3 separate regions of the Sus scrofa genome follow, and all the other regions are linked to region 3. A link is a contact called in public Hi-C data. All regions are on one chromosome and are shown on one strand. Each heading gives the region's core, a stretch centred on a gene start, on an enhancer-like site or on the middle of the called end of the contact. The rest is flanking DNA. Distances are from core to core; before and after follow the strand shown.

The links. A called contact is a pair of places that touch in the nucleus more often than the background predicts.
Region 1: a Hi-C map of liver shows a contact between it and region 3, with 2.6 times the contacts expected there. The contact joins the promoter of GTF2A1 here to the promoter of STON2 in region 3. A contact is called at or near these places in 1 of 5 promoter capture datasets (liver), 5 of 47 Hi-C or Micro-C datasets (embryonic fibroblasts, liver, mesenchymal stem cells and 1 more) and 2 of 2 datasets of contacts at active chromatin or transcription factors (alveolar macrophages and skeletal muscle).
Region 2: a contact with region 3 is called in a Hi-C map of skeletal muscle, with 3 times the contacts expected there. The contact joins the enhancer-like site here to the promoter of STON2 in region 3. A contact is called at or near these places in 4 of 5 promoter capture datasets (fetal liver, fetal skeletal muscle, liver and 1 more), 27 of 47 Hi-C or Micro-C datasets (adipose tissue, alveolar macrophages, blood and 15 more) and 2 of 2 datasets of contacts at active chromatin or transcription factors (alveolar macrophages and skeletal muscle).

Annotation. Positions count from the first base shown.
Region 1 is chr7:104,006,941-104,010,830 of Sscrofa11.1, reverse strand. It overlaps GTF2A1 (transcription initiation factor IIA subunit 1), which reads left to right and starts at 1,513. Exons shown (of 9, transcript XM_021099583.1): 1 at 1,513-1,989. The coding sequence starts at 1,960. LOC110261640 (a long non-coding RNA gene) reads right to left here and starts at 3,018. Exons shown (of 4, transcript XR_002346024.1): 1 at 2,932-3,018.
Region 2 is chr7:104,040,582-104,044,470 of Sscrofa11.1, reverse strand. It overlaps STON2 (stonin-2), which reads left to right. Exons shown (of 8, transcript XM_021099580.1): 7 at 2,731-2,933. Among named protein-coding and RNA genes, the nearest start is that of GTF2A1, 33 kb to the right of the region's middle. Within about 2 kb of position 2,505, at least 6 of the 83 cell types and tissues checked have an H3K27ac peak or open chromatin away from gene starts, as enhancers often do. A contact at or near this core is called in adipose tissue, omental adipose tissue and skeletal muscle, where this site is marked.
Region 3 is chr7:104,187,676-104,191,317 of Sscrofa11.1, reverse strand. STON2 (stonin-2) reads left to right here and starts at 1,585. Exons shown (of 8, transcript XM_021099580.1): 1 at 1,585-1,749.

The DNA.
Region 1 (3,890 bases), core at 264-2,763, 180 kb after region 3:
AAAACACTTGATCAATTTAGTTAAGAATACTAAGTGATAGGGAAGAAAAAGAGGTGAAAGGTGAGGGATTCCATGTACAAACAGTACTACTTAAATAAGGAGGTAAAAAGTCCTCTTAAAATGGTAAGAAATTAAAGACATGGGTTAATTTAACTTTTCGGGCCAATGGTCACTTGAATATTACATGAATTACAAATGGTGATGGAATCATAATTTTATATAATAGTATAGGACAATATGATTTCCTATGGTCTTATCTCTTTCAGTGTTCCCAAAGAGGCCACTGTGCAGGGAACTGAAAAGCAACTGATCTTTCTCAAATCTTCTTTCAGGAGCATAAGTTTGACATTTTGTTTTGCTTTGCTTTTTGAGGATCAACTCCCTCACTTGTCCAGACTGCATTCCATGTCACTCGCAATTCCTAGGGACAAGAAAATTAGGAACTGTTGAGTTCTGTCTTCTAAACAGAGTATTCCGTTTTGCGTGAAATGCTGATATAAAGGCGGGATTAGCTTGGGCAGAGCAGGTCAAACGCCTACTGAGTTGCCCTTGAATACATGGCCATTTTCTACCTGCTCTCTTGCAGCCATGAGAGTTGATGGGTCAAGGGCAAGTATTCAAGATGTTAGCACGTGCTGAACATATGGAATCACTGAATTTTTGCAACATTTAAAAAAAAAAAAAACCAGGAAAAGTTGTGCGGTCATAATCCAGGTGGTGACCTTTTTTGGGGGGTTAGTTTTAACATTTCTACCACCTTGAGAAGTTATTTGAAGTAAGTGGGCTTGGAGAGGCCGGGACTCTGGGGAACGGAAATTTAAAGAGACTTTGTAGTTGTACTGATGGAGACAGACAACTCTGCTGGCTTCAGGGATTATTAATTGTGGAATGTAATAATATGTAATAATTGTTGAATGTAGTAAGAGGGGAACCAAATCAGTTCCCTTTCAGGAACTCATACACAATTTTGCAAGCGAAAGGCCCACCCTCAGCAAGGCGTGCTAACGCTTCAGCAACTAGGAGTCTGACCTTAGCTCACGCTCGGAGATGACTCCGCACTTAAAACTTTTGCCGGAAGCCGGGCCACGTGACCCGCCCTTTTCCACAGCCATGCCTAGCGGGGCAGCCGCCAGAGCTCCTACATTTCCTAGCCCCTCCAGCGTGGGACAGCTCAGAATCTCCCGACAGGAGGCGGAATCAGCTAGGTTTCGACTCGAGCGTCGCCACAACTCACGCTTTTCTCCAACAGAGCTTTGCAAGTTCTTCATCCCAAAACAGCAGCCGGAGACTTCCGCCTGGTTGCCGACCACGTGATCACGCGACATTTGGGGAGACCGCGGTCGGACTTCCCTACTTAAGTCCCCGGGTCCCGCCCACACAACACCCTCCCCTGAGCGTGACGACGCGGCTCGCGGCGGCCTCCGCCCCGGCGCGCCTGCGCACGCGGCTCTCGCGGTGTCTTGCGCTCAGCCCCGCCCACCTCTGCCCCCGCCCTTTCCGCCCCTCCCTCCCCCTCCGCCCTGTCTCTCGGCGGCAGCGGCGGCAGCGGCGGCTCGCGCAGCTCGTTGGCTCACTATATAAAGGGAGAAGCGGGCGGACCGGACGGCTGGAGCTGCAGCCGGTGGCGGCAGCGGCGGCGCGGGGAGCGGCGACCAGTGGTGGTTTCCCTCCTTGGCGCGGGGTGGGGAGCGGGCAACGCCCCCCAAACCCCAGAAGGGTCGTGCCCTTTTTTTTTTTAAGGGCGATCCTCGAGTTTTTAGCTCCGGGAGGACTGCCCCCTCCTCTTCCTCCCCTCGCCGATCCCCTCTAATCCAGCAGGATCCGATTTTGTTTAAAATTCCCCCCCCAATTTTGCGGTGGCTTGGGTCACCCTCTGGGTGTTTTTTTTTTTTTTTTTCGTTTTGTTTTTATCTTGTTTTCTCGGGGCTTGCCCCCCTCTTGTTTGTGTTGTGTGTGGAAATGGCGAACTCGGCAAATACAAACACCGTGGTAAGGACGTGGTTCGGTGGCCGGCGGGGGCTTCGTTCAGGCGGCAGCAACGGCCGGACCGGGCGGGGGCGGGGACGGCGGCGACTCCCGGCCTCAACTCTCAGCTGCCCGCGCGGCTGCCGCCGCTGCCGCCGCCGCTTCCCGCCTCGGGCGGAGCGGGCCGGGGCGCGGGGCGGCGGGCGCGGGGGGGTGCCGAGGGCTCGGGGCCGCGGCGGCAGGGAGGGCGGGGGTGCCGGCGGGGCCTGGAACTGCCGCGGGGCGGTCCGGGCCGCTGAGGCGGTTGAGGCCGGGATGAGCGCGCGGCCCTGGCCCCAGACCCCATCCGCCAGGAGGGAGGGCGGGAGGGGAGCCTCCGCTTCCTCCCCGAAGCGGGTCCTGCCGCGCTGGCTGGAGAAGGGCTCTCCGAGCAGCCTCAAAACAAAAACCGTGTCTTGGGAACTGGGCGAATCCCCAAGACCCACCGCGATCCACTTTAACGCAGTGGAAGGCTAATGGCTACTTGGGGGTTACTTTGGGTGTTGTGGCGGGTTGTGCTTAGGAGGCTTCACTGGGGCCATTTTACGTTTAAGAAAAAAAAAAAAAAAAAAGGACGAAGGTTGAAAAGCACTTATCTCGGTTCCTTCCGAATCGGTAAAATGGCGAAGGGGAAGCAACCCCCCCCATCGTATCTTCGACTAGCAAAAACACCAAAACAAACAAAGCTTACAGTGGTCAAAGTGCCCCCACTTTCGCCTCGAAATTTGCCTACTTCTCACCGTTTGTCCCTTTTTTCTTACTTGCGATCACGTAGGTTTGCAAAAAGCAGTCACATAAATAACCTTTTCAGTCACCAACGCAATGTGATCACTAGTCCACCCCACTCTCTTATTTTTATTGTGACAATAAAACACGTTTTTGCCCGGTCCCAAATGCAGACAAGCCCGCGGCCGCCCGACTCCGTACCGTTGACGACTCGGGTCGATCCATCATGGCTGCGGCCGCTTACCCTGCCTTTCAGTCCCTGAGCCTTGTGGTCCTCCTCCCTTTGGCTGCCCTGTTTATATAGAGCCATTGCCGCTCTCTAATATAGACTCTGCCAGGATGGGAAGGTGCTTTTCAGGCCTACGTCACCGCCTCTCCATTTAAACACCAGATCCGGCTTTAAATAGTGAGAGCTGCTGAGAGCGGGGCTGGGAGGTGCGTGCTCTCGAGGCGAGAGGCAGGCGTGTGTAGAGCTCAATTTATTTCCAAGTCCTTTCGTACTCTAATTTCATACCCAATCGGGGCTGCTTTAGGAGCCCTAAGTTTTTGTTTTGATGCAGCAGCTGGGACTTAACCTTTGTTAGGGGAAAATAGAATTGCTGTCCCTTTTTATTTTGTGTTTTGTTTTTAAAGAGAATTTTAGCTTAGATGTCTTAATTGTTCCTGTATTGAGAAGATGCATGCATTATTTTTTTTTGTTTTTTGTTTGTTTTTGAAAAGCTTTAGGCATTACCTGTTAGCTGTAGAGGATTTGATTTTGGTAGTGCTTTGTTTATCAAGTATTCAGGGAATGTTAGACTATAGCTCGTAATACTTCATTATTTTTCCTATAATAAATATTTGAGACACGAAGCTTTTCAAAGTAGATAAGTATCTAAAGCTTTGACATAGGACCTCCTGTCAACAATACGTGTATGTATGGGATATTATGAATAATGTGAGAAGGCTTAGTGCAAACTGGGTATTCAAAAATTAAAATTCTAAGTAGACGGTATTTTCATTTATTTGCATGGTAATATGGTATCCAATATAGATATTAATCCAGTTTATTTTCCAATATTGTACTAGAGTCTCAAACTTTTGAAGAAACCCTTTAATCATTAGCTTATGCCACTGATGGCCCTTTAATTAAAGTTTCAAAGTTTGGACTATCTTGTTTT
Region 2 (3,889 bases), core at 1,256-3,755, 150 kb after region 3:
TGCCATGGGCCAGCAGGGCCCCTCTATCTACATTGTCCCAGAACCACCCCTGCCCCAATCCCAAGAGCTTTCCTTAATCCTAGAAGGCACCAGAACAAGTCCGGTAATTTCCAGACTGCTCTGCCAGGAAATAAAACATTCTATCCTGTATCAGTAGGTTTCTTTGCTGGAATTTCAGTTCTCCTTAGATCAACTGAAAACAATTCCAATATAATTCCCCTTTTATGGAAGATAAAAATTGGAATGCTGCTGTTATTATTTTGGCCACACCTGTGGCATGTGGAAGTTTCCAGCCAGGGATTGAACCCATTCCACAGTGACCCAAGCTATTGCAGTGACAAAGCAGGATCCTTAACCTGCTATACCACAAAGGAACTCCAAAAATATGAATTTTAATGTTAAATTTTCTCAACTTTATCAAGAAAGATGAAATAATACATGAGCTCATTAGTTCATTACCATAAATTAAATTCTATTACTTTCAAAATTGCATTTCCCTATCTGCCCATCAGCCCTACACATCTATCAGTTGATGCTGGAAATCAAGAAAAAAAATGTTGCTTTCATAGTATGTGCTGTGAGTATGCTTTGGTGGGGTGACAATAGCGGGGTGAGTTTTGTGGAAAGTTATGATTTCTCAATGTTCCAACAATGTGTAAATAAGGGTAAATAGATAAAACTGTTGTTCAGGTTGCTACTAAATTAAGAAACTCCTCTATATTCTTTTTAATGATCTAACTCTACAGAAATATATGAGAGGAGTCTAGGACATAATTTGGAGTTAGATATGAGTTTTATTTCCAGTACTACAATTTAATGGCTGTGCGACCTCAGGCAATTTACTTAAAACTTTCAGAGAAATGTTTCCTCTTTAATAAAACAGACTTATTAATACCTAGCTCATTAAGAATGAAATTAAACAATGCTTTACGTATTTAGCACAGCCTCTGTTTGGTAAGTGATAGCTATATAATTACATCTGTGGTACACAGTTTAAAAAAAATTGAACGGATTCTCAAATGTAATTTTTACTATTACATGTATGCTAAATTCCTTTTCTAAAAAACAGTGGAATTCTTTGATAATCTCCCAAAGTATCAACTTTTAGAAAGAATCATTGAAATATGTTACATTTGTGAAACAGAGCAAAATAAATACTTCACTCCGAAATGTTTTCCTTGGAGAGTGGGTGTGTATGTCCTCACTCTCTGAGATTAAAACGTCCTGCCCAGACCAATAAAGGAAGTTGGAATTATTTGGGGAAACTCAGATAACTTAAGGGCTGTTGCAGTTACATAATGAGGTCAGGGTCACGCTGTTTATCTGCATTTGAGTTGCATTATCGGGGTTCTTACAGTTTCCTTTCACTCCACCCCTGTCACCCTGCAAACCTGGTCTTGAGGTCTGAGGACTGTGAGGTTATGACTGAGACAAATCAGTTAAGGACACCTGAGAGTCAGACTGCTGGGTCCAATTCTTAGTTCTGCCACTTTCTAGCTATGATCTTGGGCAGTTCACCCGACCTCCTAAAGCCTTAGTTTCCTCATGTGTACAGTATACGGATCATGACTCCAAGGGCCTGTTACAAAGATGCAGCGAAGAGACTCCGCATGAAGTATTTGGCACAGTCCTTGGTCAGAGTTCTCAACAAATGCTTCTTGCTACATCTGGTGGATGACGATGATGCTACTTCAGTGGTGACAGTTACAGAACTAAGCGCCCTTTTCCCTTAAGTAATTTAATAACAATCCTTAAGTGAAAATCAAACCGTAAGTTTTGCCTTTCAAATACAGCAGAAACAGCCATGGACCTGTAAACAGCAGTAAGGGACGATGCCTGGCATTGTCCAGCACACCCTTTCCTACCACCAATTCCTCACCTCCCAGATGAGGAACTGAGGCCTGGAGAAAACAAAGGACTTGGCTGTGGGATCCCTATCACCCAGGAGAGCTGCAAGTCAAACCAGGTGTCCTGTTAGTCTGTGTTCTCGCCAGTGTTCCATATGCTTCTCCAATGCATACATGCTGTTTCTAAAGGCTCTGTCATTTACAGATACCATTTATACAAAAAACATGCCAAAAGCATTTAAAAAAATATGACAGAGTTCCCACTGTGGCTCAGCAGTAATGAACCCAACTAGTATCCATGAGGATGTGGGTTTGATCCCTAGCCTCGCTCAGTGGGTTAAGGATTTGGCATGGCTGTGGTTGTGGTATAGGCCAGTAGCTACAACTCCAATTTGACTGCTAGCCTGGGAACTTTCATATGCCACAGGTGTGGCCCTAAAAAGTGGAGGGGGGGAAAAAAAAAGACATGCTATTAAGAGAATTCAATTCATCTTTCCAAGGAAATCAATGATTTTGCTCCAGGTGTCTGTCTTTGATGTTTTCTTAGGTGCTAAGTGCTGATCTCTTATTCCTTTTGGTCAGTCTACAACCTCTATTTCTTAGTACATGTGCCATGTTCACAAAGCACTCTGACCTAAGCAGGCTGAATGAAATGTTTCTCAGGTCATGGGTTTTATTGCTAGGATACCAGGTGACTGTAATCAGATCATATTATATCAAAGGGTCTGAGGTGCATGCAGTGTGCTTTCTGCTGAGGCAAATCCTCTGCTCAGCGTTGGACCCTCTTAAAGACTGCCAAGCCTCCTCTGTTTGTTACTGAGGCTCTTCTGCTACTTCCTCCCCAAAGGATTTGAGCCCTACATGCTTTGTCTTTCTCTTATAGCTTCCGGTCACCCACACTGTTTCTTCTGCCACCTTGAACTTGGCTCTGACCGGGAAGTGCCTTCCAGATTTGCCAATTACGTGAACGTGGAGTTCAGCATGCCTACAACTTCTGCCTCCAAAGCTGCCGTAAGATCCATCTCTGTGGAAGACAAGACTGATGTCAGGAAGTGGGTCAATTATTCCGCACACTACAGCTACAAGGTAGCCCCGGGAGGCATCTGGCTAATGTTTCCCAGTCTCTTTGTTCACCCTTGTGCCCTCCCCCTCTCATTCCTTTTAGCAATGCCTGCCCAGGGTGCAGGGTGTTCAACCACTTTGGAGGGAGGGGGTTCACCATGCATGGCTGTGGATGAGTCTGCTCCAAGTTAAATGAATAAGCTCTCTAGTGGGCAAGAGAAAGGTTGGAAAGAAAAATAGAGGCTGATGAAAGAGGAGAATATGATGTCTTTCATTCACCATGAACAACAGTAATGGCGTAAAGGGATTATTATCATCATTTGTCATATAATTTATATGCAGGAGAGTGATCTTGGAAGTGGAAGGAGTGTCAGAAAAGTGCTAACCTGAAGCATATACTTTAGTTACAGGCATTGAGGAAGTGGATCCGAATGAAGTTAAGATACATATGACCTGGTCTCTGGGCTTTAACAAGGCAAAACTCAAAAGCCAAGCAAGCTTCTGTAATAGTAACAGGATTAGGGCTGTGGAGGAGGAAGTGAAGTTGGAGAGTTCTGACATAAATTGTGATTATATCCTGAGGAGTGAGAAATTTAATAGGAGATTAAATGCCAAAGATGGAAAATGGGGAATTACTAAAGAAGGATTTGGAAAAGTGGTTTAATACTTTTCTATTCATAATAATATCGTTAGATTGATAGTGTCATTTATTGCTTTTAAAATGTTTCCTTAGTTGTGTGATGTAAAACATTAAACTATCAAAAAGAACAAATACTCCATCTTGTGGCCAGAAAAAAAAACAAACAAAAAAACTCCAGTACTTTTCTAAAACACGACACCAGTCAACTCCGTCTTGAGCAGTTTCCCTCCTCATAAAGTGGTATTGAGAGAAGCAGCTTTAGTTATGAAACTCCCCAGCTCAAAGGATTCCCTGCCTGATTTACCACAGGCTTCAGATGAGGTATGTCACTTTCAAGACA
Region 3 (3,642 bases), core at 336-2,835:
GGCTGATGGCCATGTAAACTGGAATGCTGTAATGAGGGTCTAGCACAGGGGAGGGGATCACTACCTTTGTCTGGGGGAGTTAGTGAGGGCCTCAGGAAGGAGGGGGTATTTGAATTGAGTCTTGAGTGTGAAGTAGAAGTTGCTAGGGAAGAAACACAACACAAGAAGCAGAACAGCAAAGAATCTGTTGTGCCCTCATGTTTTTACCAGGTGCCAAGTATATCTTTTCAGTACAAAGTGAATTGGTTAGTTGTCCATCGATATCAACTGGAGAAATCTGAGCTACTTTTCTCCTGGGGTCTTTGGTTCCTCAAAGCAGATGACTTTAAGCTCACTCTAGGGCAAAAACCAGGCTGTTTAAAATGCGTCAGTAGGGTCTTTTAACTTCTCTACCAAACTAAATTTCTCACTCATGGTTCTGTCAACAAAGGACAGTAGAACTAGGGGGAAACACCTGTAGGAACCCGGTTGCATACTTGCTGTCAAGAAGACATTACTGCAACCTAAGTCAAAGGTCCTAAAATAGAATCTGTACTGTTTTTTTCCTACTCATTGTCTGGATTTTTTTTGGGGGGGGGTCTTTTTATGAGTGGTAGAACAAAGTCCTAGGGGCATCCTAATTTATGGTGCTTGCTTTTATTCCTTAGAAAGATTCCGTGCAGGTGAGAGAAAATGTTGGGAGGCCTAAAGACTATGAAATGGAAGAAGAAATGGAAGATGGGATCAATTTTAATTCCCCACAATCCCTCTCCATTCTAACCTGTGCCCCTCCTTCACAATGTGAAGAGACTGAGTGTGTCTTCCAGGAGAAAATCTCCATATTCAGAGCTGACACCACGCGTCCACACGGGACACGTGGGTATCCTTATGACAGCTGTTTCCTGTGTTCCCGAATTAATACATGCAAAGTACTTGGAAAACTGGTAAATATTACGCGCCATGAAAACATTAGGGTTATTAATATTGTTGTTATTCAGCCTTATCTCCCTAGTTAGGCATAAATTCCTCATAAAACAACACTTGCCGTCTTTCTCGTTCTTAATAATTTATTAACGTGATTAGGACTTTGGATAAGTCGCTTACCCTTTGCAAGTTTTGGTTGGACCACAAAAGATCGTGTGTCAAGTACTATCTGAGTCTACAAATACAATTTGGCGCCCACTGTTTACAAGCCACTGCCCTGTGTCCTACGCCCTTTTTATAGTAAAAATATTAAATGAACGTGAAGTCAAAACCCTACGTAGGAGTGAGACGGGAGAAGCAATGATTTCCACGATCCAGCTTGGCACCGGGTGTGGGAGAGACTCCCAGACGATCCCCACTCCCTGCCATTGCCGTGCTACTCGCAGCGACGCTTTGCGCCCCGCTGGGTGCTGGACTCCACTCGCGCGGAGGAGCAGATCCCGGTCTCAGCGTCTGGATTCCGACCTCGGGGTTCAGCAGGGACACGAGGGTGCGGTGCAGGGTTGTCCAGAGCAGGTCCTGTCGGCTCCCGCCCCGCCTCACCGCCCAGGCTTCCTGCTGCCCAATCAGGGCGCGGCTCGGGCGTGATCTGCGACCAATCAGGAACGGCTGGAACGGTGCCGGGAGTCCGCGGGCGCAGAGCAAGCTCCGACTCCCGAGCCGGCGCGGGGCTGCCAGGAGCGCGGCTACAGCAGCGCAGCGGACGGGGAGCCTCGGACCAGCCCAGCTCGCTCTGCCGCGGCGACCTTCCAGCCGACGCTCGGGAAACAGCGGGCCGCGTCTCAGGTAACCTCGCCGGCGCCCCACAGGGGGAGGGCGAGCGTGCCCTGGGAGCGGGGCCCCGCAGGTGGAGCGGGCGGGGGTCGGGCCGGCCGCTAGGTCCTAGCGCCGCGGGTGCTGCCAGAGCCCCCAGAGCCCCGGGGCTAGCCTCGGCCGGAGCCCCCGGGAGACGCGTTTCCACCAGCCCCCGGCGTCCGGGTGTGAGAGGGAGCTAGGTGAGGCGGCGGGGGTGGATTGGGGAAGACAAGACACCTGCGACACCCGCACCCTTACACAGACTCTGCCTATGGGTGTCTTCCCTGAGAGCTGGGTCCCCGGCCGTCTTCATTGGCCCAAGTAGGGAGGCGACAACAGGTGTCCCTGCGGACCGTGCTTTTCTCCTCCACGCTCTGAGCCTGAAATCCCGGCTTTGGCGTTCTGCCCCACCTTCGGGGTGTTCGGAGACAGGACCCCAGCCTCGCCTCTCAGGCGCGCTGCCCGCTGGACAGCGCCCAGAGGCGTCTTGGACCCAGCGGACCCGGGCTTTGGATGGAGTTTCCTCCTCGCGTTGCCAAGCAATTTGCAGGACACCCGCCTCTCGATGAGACCATGAGAGTTTGTGTGGGGGCTGGGGGGTGGGGATGTGTGTAGGGGTGTGTGTGTGTGTGTGTGTGTGTGTTGCAGCCTCCACTAAAAGGGCTGTGAGTGAATCATTAACTGTGGCCTCTGCCTGTCTCTTAGGCAGGGCCTGACTCTTCTAATCTGTAAAGTGAGGGCAATGCTTTTACCTGCCTGATAGCGTTGTTTTGAGAATTAAATGAGCCAATGCTGAAAAACACTGAGGACGGTGCTAAATACTCAGTAAATGCTGGCTCTTACTATTTATTCTTCGGAGTGGATGGTCTTTTAAGAAGACATGTCCAAACTGGACCAGTGACTGTTTGGAGCTCTGAACAGCTTTTTACACTTAAAGCAATATTAATGTTACTGGGCGGTATCATTTAAAGGTACAAAATCCTGGGGATTTTGAGGGATTAAAAAAAAAAAAACTGCTTCATTGGAATGGTGAGAGAGATAAATGGATTCCAATAGAAACTGAGAAAACTCTGTAGCCCTTGAGAAAATTGGTATGAATATTATGTAAAAAGTATATCATGGTGCTTTATTGAATCTCACTAGTGTGGCTGATTTGGGGGTAAATTTTGAAGGTTCTTATAACTCCTACTCCTCCCTTAAACAAGTAGAGAGTGGAGAACAAGGGAGAGAGAGAGAGAAAGAAGAAAAACAAAAAGTCCCACCACAAAACAAAATACAGGCAGCTCATAGAAACCTAAAATTGCAGTTGCCACTTCAGGTGATTTTTTTTCCTGTTTCTGACCCGGGTGGTCTGGTTCAGTTCTTTGTCACCGTGTCACTTAATTGAAGAGTTAAGTAAACGCTTAGCCCCAAGAATTTGTCTTTTGAAAATCTAGAATATCATTAAGTATCAGACTTGCTTGGATTTCTGAGCCCTCTGCTACTTGCTTCCTACCCCCTATCAAGCCCCAAAGGACCTTCCCAAAGATTCTCAAGAGTAATGTTAGTGGGGAACCACCTGTCTCCCACCACATTACCTCCATAGCCTGGGACCTGGGGAAAGGGCACAGGCAGAATGTCCTGGTTCTCCTAGGGTCTCCAGCACACTTGCCAGAGCCTTAAAATAAATACTTGCCCTTAGAGAAAGTGATTATCATCTCAGAGGGAAAGAAGCGCACTTCCAGATGCAAATCTTTCAAGTGTCAAATTAATTCGCCAGCCCTTTCAGTTGTTGATAAGGAGACCTACTCTTTCCACCTGAGTGGGAGGAGCTGAAGCTTGACGGTGGAGGAGGGAGAGAGCCACGTGTGGCAGGGGAAAGACTGCTGAGTTCAGAGCCAGACC